Linked DNA regions of Mus musculus: regions 2 and 3 are each linked to region 1. The links are chromatin contacts, called in public HiChIP or PLAC-seq and promoter capture Hi-C maps. All regions are on one chromosome and are shown on one strand. The core of a region is the stretch at or near the end of the contact, and the rest is flanking DNA. Distances in the headings are between cores, read along the strand shown. Region 1 holds the start of Ripor1 (RHO family interacting cell polarization regulator 1). Region 2 holds the start of Tsnaxip1 (translin-associated factor X (Tsnax) interacting protein 1). Region 3 overlaps Ranbp10 (RAN binding protein 10).

Region 1 (3,429 bases), core at 486-2,985:
GCCAGGACAGTGTTGATCTCTGCACTAAAATGCTTAGATACCACAGTCAGATTCCTTAACTCACGCACAGGGCCCCTCCCTACATGCAGGTGGCTTGCTTGCTACCTGGTCCTGATTCAAGGTCTGAGAGGAGTTGGTCAGAAACTTGACCGAGAAAAAAAGAGAAGAGGTCATCTGCCGAAAAAGTACTTGAAGAATCTTTTGCTGAAGGGGGAAGCTTTAGAGCTAGCCAGAGGTCCAGGGACGACAAGTTTTGAGAGTTCTGGGGAGGGGGGTCTGGAGAGATGGCTCCGCAGTTCAAAACATTGGCTGTTTTTTCCAGAGAACCTGGATTCAATTCCCAGCACCCACAGGCCAATCACTCACAATTGTAATTCCAGTACCAGGGGATCTGACATCCTCACACAGATATACATGCAGGCAAAACACCAATGCACATAAAATAAAACTAAATAAATTAAATAAAAAATAAAAAAAAAGAGCCCGGCAGTGGTGGCGCATGCCTTTAATCCCAGCACTTGGGAGGCAGAGGCAGGTAGATCTCTGGGTGATCTCTGGGTGTTTGAGGCCAGCCTGCTCTACAGAGAGAGTTCCAGAACAGCCAGGGCTACATAGTGTTAGACCCTGTGTTTAAAAGAAAAAAAAATCCTGGGAAAGGGATGGGGGCATTCACAAGGGCATCCAGGGCTCTGGAACAAGCAAGTGTTCTGGGGGAAAAGCCTGGAGGGTTGAGAAAGAGGCTGAGGGTGTCTCTGGAAAGAGCCTAGGGGGATGAAGATGTTGGTATTCCAGAATCCTACCATATCGGGTTGTTGAGACCTACGCTCAGGATCAGTGTCAGGCTCAGAAATTCAGGCACCTCTTAAAATCCATCAGACCACCCCTGAGTATGCCTGACCTACCTCAAAAGATGAGATGTTGCAGGAAACAGGAACGCCAAGAGGTGGAGGATAGGGACAGGGGGTTGGAGAGAGCTAATAGCATCTGGTTAATAATGGGAGGGGTAGGGGATTGGAGTCAGCTTGTTGGTCAGGCCAGCTCTCTGTTACACCATAACTCATTTTTGCCTTTGACCCCCATGGCCAATGTATGTTCCCAGTACGCATACCCAGACCTTACCAGGTTAGTCACTTATATCCCAGAAACAAAATCTGTAACTCCCCAGAAAGCAGTACCCGCTGAGTGGTTACACGCTTGCCTGGCCTAGCTATGAGCCCTATTTATAAGGAAGACGTTGTCGAAAAGGCTCTCTGATCCTACAGCGGGAAACTGAGGCTGGCTGAAAAAGTGGGAAGGGATGAGGGGCAGAACTTCAACCCAGAAGGTGTGCGACGGTTAGGCCAGATTCTGGTTCCCTTATCTAAGCCTCTCCAGACCCTAAGCACTTCCTCCAACCACCCCAACTTTCCGTGTCAGCTCCAAGAACCTGTTTATGGTGACAGGAAGGGAGCCTGAGGTCTTTAGAGCTGCAGAGATCTGGGTAAGAGGCAAGTAGGAGGGGTTCCCTAGCGCCCCCTACCCCAGATTTAAGGTCTGCATGCAGTTCCCAGGAAGCTGTCCGGTTCCCGCAGACACCTTCGCTCTCCCTTCGCTCTCCCTTTCCACAAGCTGGTTGACACGGTAGGCAGACCACTCTGCCGGGTAACTCGCGAAGGCGGAGCGAGCTGTGGGCGCCCCTTCGGGGTGCGGGAGCCGGAGGGGAGCGCAGGAGGTGGGGCCCAGAGGGGCGGGGCGGGGCGGCGGAGAGGAGGGAGGGGCAGGCGCCGGCCGCGGCGACAGCGGCAGCTGCAGCGCGAGCAGGCCGGGCAACGCCGAGAGTACCGACAGCGCGAGGTCCTTGCAGCCCAGCGCAGCCATGTGAGTGTCCGCGCCGTTTCCTAAGGCCGTGGCGGGGAGAAGGGGCGAGCTGTGGATCCCGTGCGTCCTGCACCCGCGCCGCCCATCGGCTCCCGGACTTGCGACCGGGTCCCGCCTCACCCCGTTCTCGCGACCCGGATCGCGCCGTGTCTTTTCTCCCCACCCCCACCCCCACCCCGGGCACGGAGAACGCAGCTTCGCCCCACAAAAGCCGCCGCCTCCGGCTCTGCCGCGCCCGCCGCCTCCTCCCTTCCCTTCCGCGCCCAGGCCGCCACGGCAGTGCCCCGGGGCTCCACTGTGGGCAGGCCCGAGGGCGAGCCTGAGACGCCTTTCTGGGCCTGGGATTGGCTTTATCCTGGAGCCTGCGGTGCGGCAGAGGCTGATCTGGGAATGGGAACGGGGCGACAGGGTGCAGGAGACCCCCTAGATGAGCTAGCTAGTGTTCCTGGCCCTGGTCGACCTAAGCTGCTTTGGGGCCAGGCCCGAGGTGACTGAAGACTGAATTTGCCCGAGGCCACACTCTCCACCCAAACCGAAGCTGAAGCTGGAGAAGGTCGTTTTGGCGGCGGTCGACAGACCCTGTCCCTGGAAATGGAAGCTGCTATGGGGACTCAGCAAACAGTCAGAACTAAGCATCCTGTAGAACTGGTTTGGGGAAGGGGTTGTTCAACCAGGGCTAGAGCCCCGGCTATGTCAGCTTTTAGGACCCTCTGTCCTCCTATCTTAAGTTAAGTCTGAGTGTGACCTCTCTTACCGGCCCTTCCAAATCATTTCTGATGTGCGTGCAGGCTGGTCTCGTGTGTAAAATCTAATACAATAATAACGGTGTCCTGGCCACCGTCTATGTGGCTGCGTGCGTCTTGGACCTGCACATTCGACTGACATGCAGCCTTCTGAGAAGGTGTATGACCATCTGGCAGATGTAAATACTGGGCCAGAGAGGTTAGCAGCATTTTCAAGGTCACACAGCTGGGTTGGGAAGAAGCAAGAATTCACTATCCACCTCTCTAGTATTGACAGTGGGGGTTGGGAGCACTACAGCCGGACAAGGACTGCCAAGGCTCCCTCGTCTACCTCCCACACAGTCCTGGGCCCTGTGGGCAGCAGAGCGAGATGAGCAGTCCCTGGGCCTGGGTTTGGGTGGGAGGGAGGGGAGCGCACAAGGCGTTTGGACTAGGATCTGCCTAGGTGGAAAACCAGGCGAGGAGGGCGAGAGTGAGTCAGAGCGTTCCCAATCCGCCACCGCTGGGACTCGCGACCTAGCCAGACCTAGCCGGGGGAGGCTGTCCAGCTCCCAGAACGCGGCGGGACAGGGAATGTGACCAGCTGACCAGGGAGGAGGCTGGCAGGAAGTGAGGCCACTAAGTAGTCTCCACCCGGTTCCGGGGTGGGGTGGGGGTCTTAGGCCATAGCAGGCCCCCCTCCCCTTTTCAGTGGCAGTTCTGGTTGGCGGCTGCCAGATGACGTCAGCAACTAGGTTTGGGGCAGTTGCCATGGAGACAGGGACAGGCTTTTGCGCGCGACCCCCTTCTCCCTTGCAGCCACCCTTTTGCCTGGGTTATTTATAGCTTC
Region 2 (3,429 bases), core at 651-3,150, 220 kb after region 1:
ATTACAATACAAAAAAAAGTGCCCTCCGCTCCACCTATAATGTGCCCACTGCTCTCAAAGCCCACTCACTGTTCAGACCAGATCGTGTCTCTAGTCAGAGGAGTGGTAGCCCGGATCCAAGTAGGTCAGCAGGCTAATATCAGTCCCTGATACTAGTTCAGGAGCTTCAAACACTGACAACGGGGAACATCAGTCCTATGTTGAGGAGGGAAAGGGATAGTTAAGTAGGCTTACCCATCTCTTCCTTTGCTGACAATCTTTACTTCAAAATAGTAAATACCACAGGCTGCTGGGATGGGGTGGGTGGCACGTACAGAGGCTGCATCTTTGTGATTTTTGCCATGACCTGATGTAAGAAGCCAAGGAAGGAATGTCAACACCAGAAAAACGCAAATGAAGGCCTCCTTTTTCTCTACGCCATGGTAAATTCAACCCTCCCTGGCCAGAAGAAGTTCTTGTACTCTCTGAGGAATAATAAGACAACTGAGTAAACACTTAAGCCTCCCGCCTTTAGATCATCTCCACCCCAGACCAACAGTCCTGACAGAGATATTGTCCTCCACAACAAACAAAACAAGGTAGATACAGGCAACAGAAGTGTGTGAGAGACACTGAATACTGTTGTCCGTCTCTCCAGAATCCAAACAGCCCAGCCTGGAGCCCAGGGGAAGGAAGTGGCAAAAATGGAAGTCACCAACAACAACTTTAGCACACAGCGCCTAGCCCAGTCCCGGGATGACTGGCAGCCAGGCAGCCCATGCACTTACTGTGGCAATGTTACCACCTCTTTTTGCAAAAAAAAGACTGAAACTAAGCCGTGGTAAAGGGCCTAGCATAAATTGGAGCCAGCTCAGGAAAGAAGGGTGGCCCTGAAGTGGAAGGTCCTGTCTAGTTTTGGACATTTAATGCAGTTGTCTCTGAGTCTAATATTTAGGAACAGAGCAAAGGAAGCAGGGTAAACCCCGGCCTGACCAACCCCTCTACTCTGGACGTTCCGCTGGGCTAAGGCCCAACTCTCAGAAAACCCGGGCAAAGAAAGGGAAAATGGGCACAGCCTCCCTGCAGACGCAGTAAACTTGTCTCCCAGCGGCCAGACCCGCTGATACCTTTGTAATGGACACGGAGGTTTCCCTGGGAGAGGCCGATGTAGTTGTACTTGTCCTTGGGGCTCCAGGAGCGCGGCAGCGGCGTCTCGTGCTGATTAACCGCAGGGTACAAGCGCTGCAGGCGCCGACTCAGTTCCTGCTCTCCAGGTGACGGTAGCCCGCCCCCGGAGTCCCCACCGGAGGAGTCCCCAGCCTGCGGGTTCCCAGCTCCCGGGTCTGCCGTCGCCGCCGCCATCTTGGAGGGAGCTGCTATTGTGTCACTGGGGGCGGGGAGGAGTGCAACCAGATTTGCCTTGCTCAGCCAATGGGCCGTGAGCATCCCAGGGTCGTAGGGAAACTGAGTCCGAGTCCCGGCAACCTTTCTCTGGACACTACTATACTTCGCCAGATTTAGACTACATATCCCACAATGCATAGCGCTGTAGAAGCCGGCCAACGAGGGTTCCTGGAGAACTTCGGAAGATGTAGTACATCACTGCTCACTCACAAGCCAGTACAACGAAGACTCCGAACCACTGAGAACTACCATTCCCGACTGGCCAAGTGGCCAGACCTCGAAGCTCGCCTTCCTCGTCCACGGTCTCACTTTATTCTTCTGCCTCAGTTCTGTAGCTAATATCAAATTTGCTGTATTGACTGGTTCTCAGAATACCCCATCCCCAGCTCCAGGTCTACTTTTACTGCTTGGCCTTTCTCCAGAGTGCTCACGGGGGCGGGGGCTGGAGGCGTGGCTCAACTGTGAGCCCGCCCTCAACGCAGAGGCTGCTGGGGTCTGGTCCCTATGGCAACGGACTGTACACTACCGCAACGGCTCAATCCTGCATCTGCTCCAAAGTCATGGCCAACCTACAGGAGCGTAAAAGTTTCTCCAAGCCAAGGTAGCACCTGGCCGGGCTGAGGGCGGGGAAGACTTGAATATTTCCAAAAAGAAAAATGACACTGATTCCGATCGCTGCACTGTCTGTTCTTTGGGTAGGACTTCAGCGCCGCAGAATCAGCGATACAGTTGTAATAGAATTGGGGCTGACTCGTCAGTCCAGTAAGAACGTTACAAGCTGCCAAAAGTGCAGGTGTACTTTATCGTAGATAGATGATCTTAGCTAGACACTAAAAAACGAAGTGCCTTATTATAATTATATGTGAAATTCTCACAACTCCTGTTTATAAGAAGCATTCAGTTTCCCACCTGCTCATTCCCAGTAGTGGAAGAAGGGCGAGAGAGGTGATTTCATTCTCAACTCTAATCTTTCAAGGTCTGCTGCCTTGGTAGAAAAAGGCTACAAAAGGACAGCCTGTTGAACAGTGAGAGTTGCAGGACAGTCAGGGCTATATGGAGAGACCCATCTTAAAATAAATGAATTAAAATAATAATAATAAGCCTACAGAGGTTCCAAGGACAGAAAATACCAATGTTATGATTGTCCCTGAAGGAAAAAAAAAGTCTCCGAGAAACAGGCAGCAGCAGGTTGAAAGAGACAACTGTTTCCCATCAAAGGCATAATCCAGGAAAATTACTGTCTATGAAAAAATATGTAATAGGGCTGGGGCTGTAGCTAGAACATGCCAGGACCTGGTTTGATCCCCAGCAACACACAGAATATGAAACAGACTCAGAATCTTCATTCATTAGGAAGGGAGCACAATGTAGTTTTTATAAGCTGAGTTTGATGGTTATGTGACATATTAATTCACAGTTCATGTAGTGACACACTGTTTCCCTTATAGAGATGCAGTGTGGGTTTTCTCCCTCAGACGTTAGAGAGGGTCAACAAGATGGACAGATCAGAGCTTAGCACAGTAGAATGTAAGCAGAACCTGATAAAAGAGACCTTAGAGTTTTATATTTCCTTGGAGAATGTTTCTCCTCCTATGTATGGGCTTTTCTCCCTTTGTTCTCATATCCCTGCTTGCTACTTTAATGGGTTGTCTGTGAAGGTCATTCAATACTAGGAAATTCTCCTGAGCACACATTGCCTGCAGCCATTTATAACACCGAGTTTTCACCACCATTGAGATATAAATGTAAATATTTTGCATTCCTCCTTGAGGTTTGGTGTTAAATCACTTTTTAAAAAATAGGAGTCTAGGTTGTGTGGTGATGGCGCACGCCTTTGAACCCAGCACTTGGGAGGCAGAGGCAGGCAGATTTCTGAGTTCGAGGCCAGCCTGGTCTACAGAGTTACAGAGTGAGTTCCAAGACAGCCAGGACTATACAGAGAAACCCTCTCTTGAAAAACCAAAAAAAAAAAAAAAAAAAAAAAAGGAGTCAAGGGGGCTGGAGAGATGGCTCAGTGGTTAAGAGCACTGACTGCTCTTCCAGAGG
Region 3 (3,429 bases), core at 273-2,772, 190 kb after region 1:
AACAAAAAACAAAACAACAACAACAACAACAAAACAGCCGGGCAGTGGTGGTGCACACCTTTAATCCCAGCACTCGGGAGGCAGAGGCAGGCTGATTTCTGAGTTTGAGGCCAGCCTGGTCTACAAAGTGAGTTCCAGGACAGCCAGAGCTATACAGAGAAACCATCTCGAAAAACAAAACAAAAAACCCAAACAAACAAACAAAAAAGTTAAAATAAAAATTTGAGTCAGTGTCTCACATAGCTCTCATATAGCTCAGACTGCCTCAAAACTCACCAAAGAGCCAAGAAAACCCGAACTTTCTGACTGATTTGCTCCCTCCCAGCGAGCAAGGATTAGAGGCTGCATAACTATCCTCCATGTGTGGGCTTCTGCAGTGCCAGGGATTGAAACTTTACACGCCAGGTAAACACTCTGCCAAGTAAGTTGCAACCCCAAACTTCATTTTTACAAGCAATGGTCAGCAACTCTCTGGAGATAAACAAACAGCTTACAGTCCAACTGTCCACTGCTCTAAGCACTAGGGCTTGCTCAGTCACCTCCCAAAGAGCTAGCCGCTTCCATCTCTCCCCCAGGAATTCTGTCCAGGTCACTTCATGAAGTTCCGGGCCACTGAGACAGGTTCTAACTGGTCCCCTTGTAGCTGTTGCTGTCCTTCCAACCTGTACTGTGGCTTCCTCAAAACACCCAAGACAATCCACACGCCCTACTGGACCCTGCCAACCGTACAACCCAGTCCCACTGGCCTCCAGTCATCCTCTTACACCTCAGCAATTCTGTACCTCTTCTATCAGGATCTTTATTCTACCTACAGCTTTCTTCCCCATCTGACCTCCCCTTACCACGTGTCATCTCACAACCCTGGCCTGACTCATCCCGCCCTGATCAGTCCCTTCAAAGCACGGATGCCCAATGTGGGGTTCTCAACTACATGTTTCTCCCCTACTGGGCAAGTTTCACAGAAGGGGAGACTAGTTACCTCAGGGCTACACTCAGTGCCCATCACAGAGTATGTGCACGATGCATTATTGGGTTACAATGAATGAGACACCCCCCATAAAGCACCAAGAACAGACAGCCTAGAACACGAGGCCACTTGGTTATCTACAGCCCCAAGAGCAAAGGGCCTGGGGGGCGAGGGTCAAGGAAAATTCTGTTCACACAATGCTATAATGGAAACAAGGAAAGCTTCCCAAGCTTCCTGTGGAAACAGACCTGGTGCTGCTTCCCCAGAAGCTCCACAACAAAGGGAGCAAGGCAACTTGACACCCACAGCCTGTCTAGAGAAGACAGACCTCCAAGAAGATGAGGGCACGTGCCCTGACAAGTTTCCCTGCAACACTGGAAAAGCTAGCCCACAGGGGCCAACCTCTAGGGCCTCCTTGGCCCAGGATCAAGGGTGATCCTTTTCATTCTAGTGGCCTCTTTCAGGATGAAAGAGTATTGCTGCTACCACTTATAAATGCTGAAGCGGCAGCTTGACACTGACCCCACCCAGCAATTCCAGGCGAGTTGCCAGAACATGAGGAGGGAGGGCACCTAACTCCTCCAACCAGCCGGAGCGCTCAGTGCACCCCTCAGATCACAGTTCTTATCCATGCTGAAGGTATTTCTGTTTGTCTAAAACAGAGTTTCACTTACATAGCCCAAGCTGGCTTCAAGAGATCTTTCTCTCCTGAGATGAACGCAAGAGCCATCACACCTGACTATTTGTTTTTAAATTGAAGAGCAAAATTTTTGTTTGTTTATTTGTTTGTTTTGGTTTTGGTTTTTTTTTTTTTTTTTTTTCCGAGGCAGTGTTTCTCTGTGTAGTCCTGGCTGTCCTGGAACTCACTCTGTAGACCAGGCTGGCCTCGAACTCAGAAATCCGCCTGCCTGCCTCTGCCTCACAAGTGCCGAGATTAAAGGCGTGCGCCACCACCGCCCGGCAAAGTGCATTTTACTAAAGGGCCTAAGCTGGTTGAGAACTCACAAGCTTCCAGCCTCCGGTTCCTGACAGATGTGTGCCAGCACACCCAGCCCTGGTGAGGTTCTTGTACTTTCCTGTGACTCCCCACGGGTACCTGGATATCCATGGCTCCCCAGAAAGAAGTGACTAAGCCCCACTTTCTAGTCCTCCCTCCGTATTGAGCATAATCCATACACCCATCTCCAGGTGACCTGCAAACAAAAGCACAAAAGGCCCTTACCACATGTTAGGGGCAAACCCCACACTCACAAACCCAACAAGCTTTGATTTCTCACCCAAACAACCCTCAAAACAAAACAAAAATGACTTTCTCTAAAATGTACTGACTCGTAGGTGGTTTGCTTTGCTTTGCTTTGCTTTGTTGTTTCACATTGTCTTGTTTCTATGTGTGTGGTGGATTGGAAGAAGGGATGTATGTTGTAGCGAGATTTCCCTACCTGTGGGTTCTTCTTCCCTCCACCCTTTTTCTCCCACCTTTCAACCCCTTAAACCTAGATAAGAGAGAAAAAAGGATATGGAGAAAAGAAAGAGATCCCTGAATAAAGTCGGGGTCAGGAAGGGGGGCTATTGTTAGACTTCCTGCTGATTAGGGGCGTTGAGTTCCTTGGGGCAAGTTTGATCTTTACAGTCAGGATATCTAATTTCTTCTTGTTGTTTCTTCTTTTTGCACCACTACTTAAACTACAACCGACAGCAACCAACAACCCACCAACTGACTCTGCCTCTCAAGGCTCTAGCATTTATATGCCCTCTGAAAAGTCCCCAGAATTCCAAATGTCACAGTCACAGTACTATCTCCAGCTGGCAAAAATCACTAGGCAAATCATAGTCACCTGCTGCGGACAATCTGAAGCAGTCCATATCTCATAACTTGGATTAAAACAAAAACATTCGGGCTGGCGAGGAGGCTTAGCGGGTAAGAGCACTGACTGCTCTTCCAAAGGTCCTGAGTTCAAATCCCAGCAACCACATGGTGGCTCAGAACCACCCATAATGAGATCTGATGCCTTCTTCTGAAGTGTCTGAAAACAGTTACAGTGTATTTACATATAATAAATAAATCTTTCGGGTGAAAAAAAAAACCGAAACATTCATATATTTCTGTGTTTTTTTTTAAGAAACCAAATTCCAAAATTGTCACTCCACCTTTTACATTTTGAAACATAGTCTCTGGTCTGTGAACTTCAGGGATCTGCCTGTTTCCACACACACACACAGCCCAGCACTGGGGTTACATGTGTGTGCTACCACACCCAGCTTTTACATGGGTCTGAAGATCTAAACTTAGTTCTCAGGCTTGCTGCAGCGGGCACTTTACCAATCGAGCCATCTCCCTTGCCCATCTAAGTTTTTCTAAACGAGCAAATATAAAGTAGTCTATATAGGCTGTGTGAAATAGGTCAGTAGTAGAGAGTTTGCAAGTGTAAGACTCTGTGTTTAATTCCCATCACCACCCTCAG

What was found. Promoter capture Hi-C pulls out the DNA fragments that hold promoters and counts their contacts. HiChIP or PLAC-seq counts read pairs in DNA pulled down with a chosen protein or histone mark.
Region 2: a promoter capture Hi-C map of embryonic stem cells shows a contact between it and region 1. The contact joins the promoter of Tsnaxip1 here to the promoter of Ripor1 in region 1. A contact is called at or near these places in 13 of 39 promoter capture datasets (the C10 cell line, the HPC-7 cell line, cranial neural crest and 7 more), 1 of 15 datasets of contacts at CTCF or cohesin (large pre-B cells), 7 of 484 Hi-C or Micro-C datasets (the C2C12 cell line, CD8 T cells, double positive thymocytes and 4 more), 16 of 115 datasets of contacts at active chromatin or transcription factors (the 230-238 cell line, the SCID.adh cell line, astrocytes and 10 more) and 4 of 9 other capture datasets (adipose tissue, liver, macrophages and 1 more).
Region 3: a contact with region 1 is called in an H3K4me3 HiChIP or PLAC-seq map of stem cell-derived neural progenitor cells, with 2.7 times the contacts expected there. The contact joins the enhancer-like site here to the promoter of Ripor1 in region 1. A contact is called at or near these places in 4 of 39 promoter capture datasets (the C10 cell line, cranial neural crest, embryonic stem cells and 1 more), 5 of 15 datasets of contacts at CTCF or cohesin (the G1E-ER4 cell line, embryonic stem cells, large pre-B cells and 2 more), 11 of 484 Hi-C or Micro-C datasets (B cells, CD4 T cells, ECoMG myeloid progenitors and 6 more), 15 of 115 datasets of contacts at active chromatin or transcription factors (the 230-238 cell line, the SCID.adh cell line, acute myeloid leukemia and 9 more) and 3 of 9 other capture datasets (adipose tissue, embryonic stem cells and liver).

What each region holds. Positions count from the first base shown.
Region 1 is chr8:105,603,494-105,606,922 of GRCm38.p6, forward strand. It overlaps Ripor1 (RHO family interacting cell polarization regulator 1), which reads left to right and starts at 1,736. Exons shown (of 22, transcript NM_001081241.2): 1 at 1,736-1,857.
Region 2 is chr8:105,825,844-105,829,272 of GRCm38.p6, forward strand. It overlaps Tsnaxip1 (translin-associated factor X (Tsnax) interacting protein 1), which reads left to right and starts at 1,901. Exons shown (of 16, transcript NM_024445.4): 1 at 1,901-1,984. The coding sequence starts at 1,944. It overlaps Ranbp10 (RAN binding protein 10), which reads right to left and starts at 1,365. Exons shown (of 14, transcript NM_145824.5): 1 at 1,107-1,365; 2 at 235-346. The coding sequence starts at 1,341.
Region 3 is chr8:105,798,154-105,801,582 of GRCm38.p6, forward strand. All of the region lies in intron 3 of Ranbp10 (RAN binding protein 10), which reads right to left. Among named protein-coding and RNA genes, the nearest start is that of Ranbp10, 27 kb to the right of the region's middle. Within about 2 kb of position 1,523, at least 94 of the 459 cell types and tissues checked have an H3K27ac peak or open chromatin away from gene starts, as enhancers often do. A contact at or near this core is called in the G1E-ER4 cell line, adipose tissue, embryonic stem cells and 3 more, where this site is marked.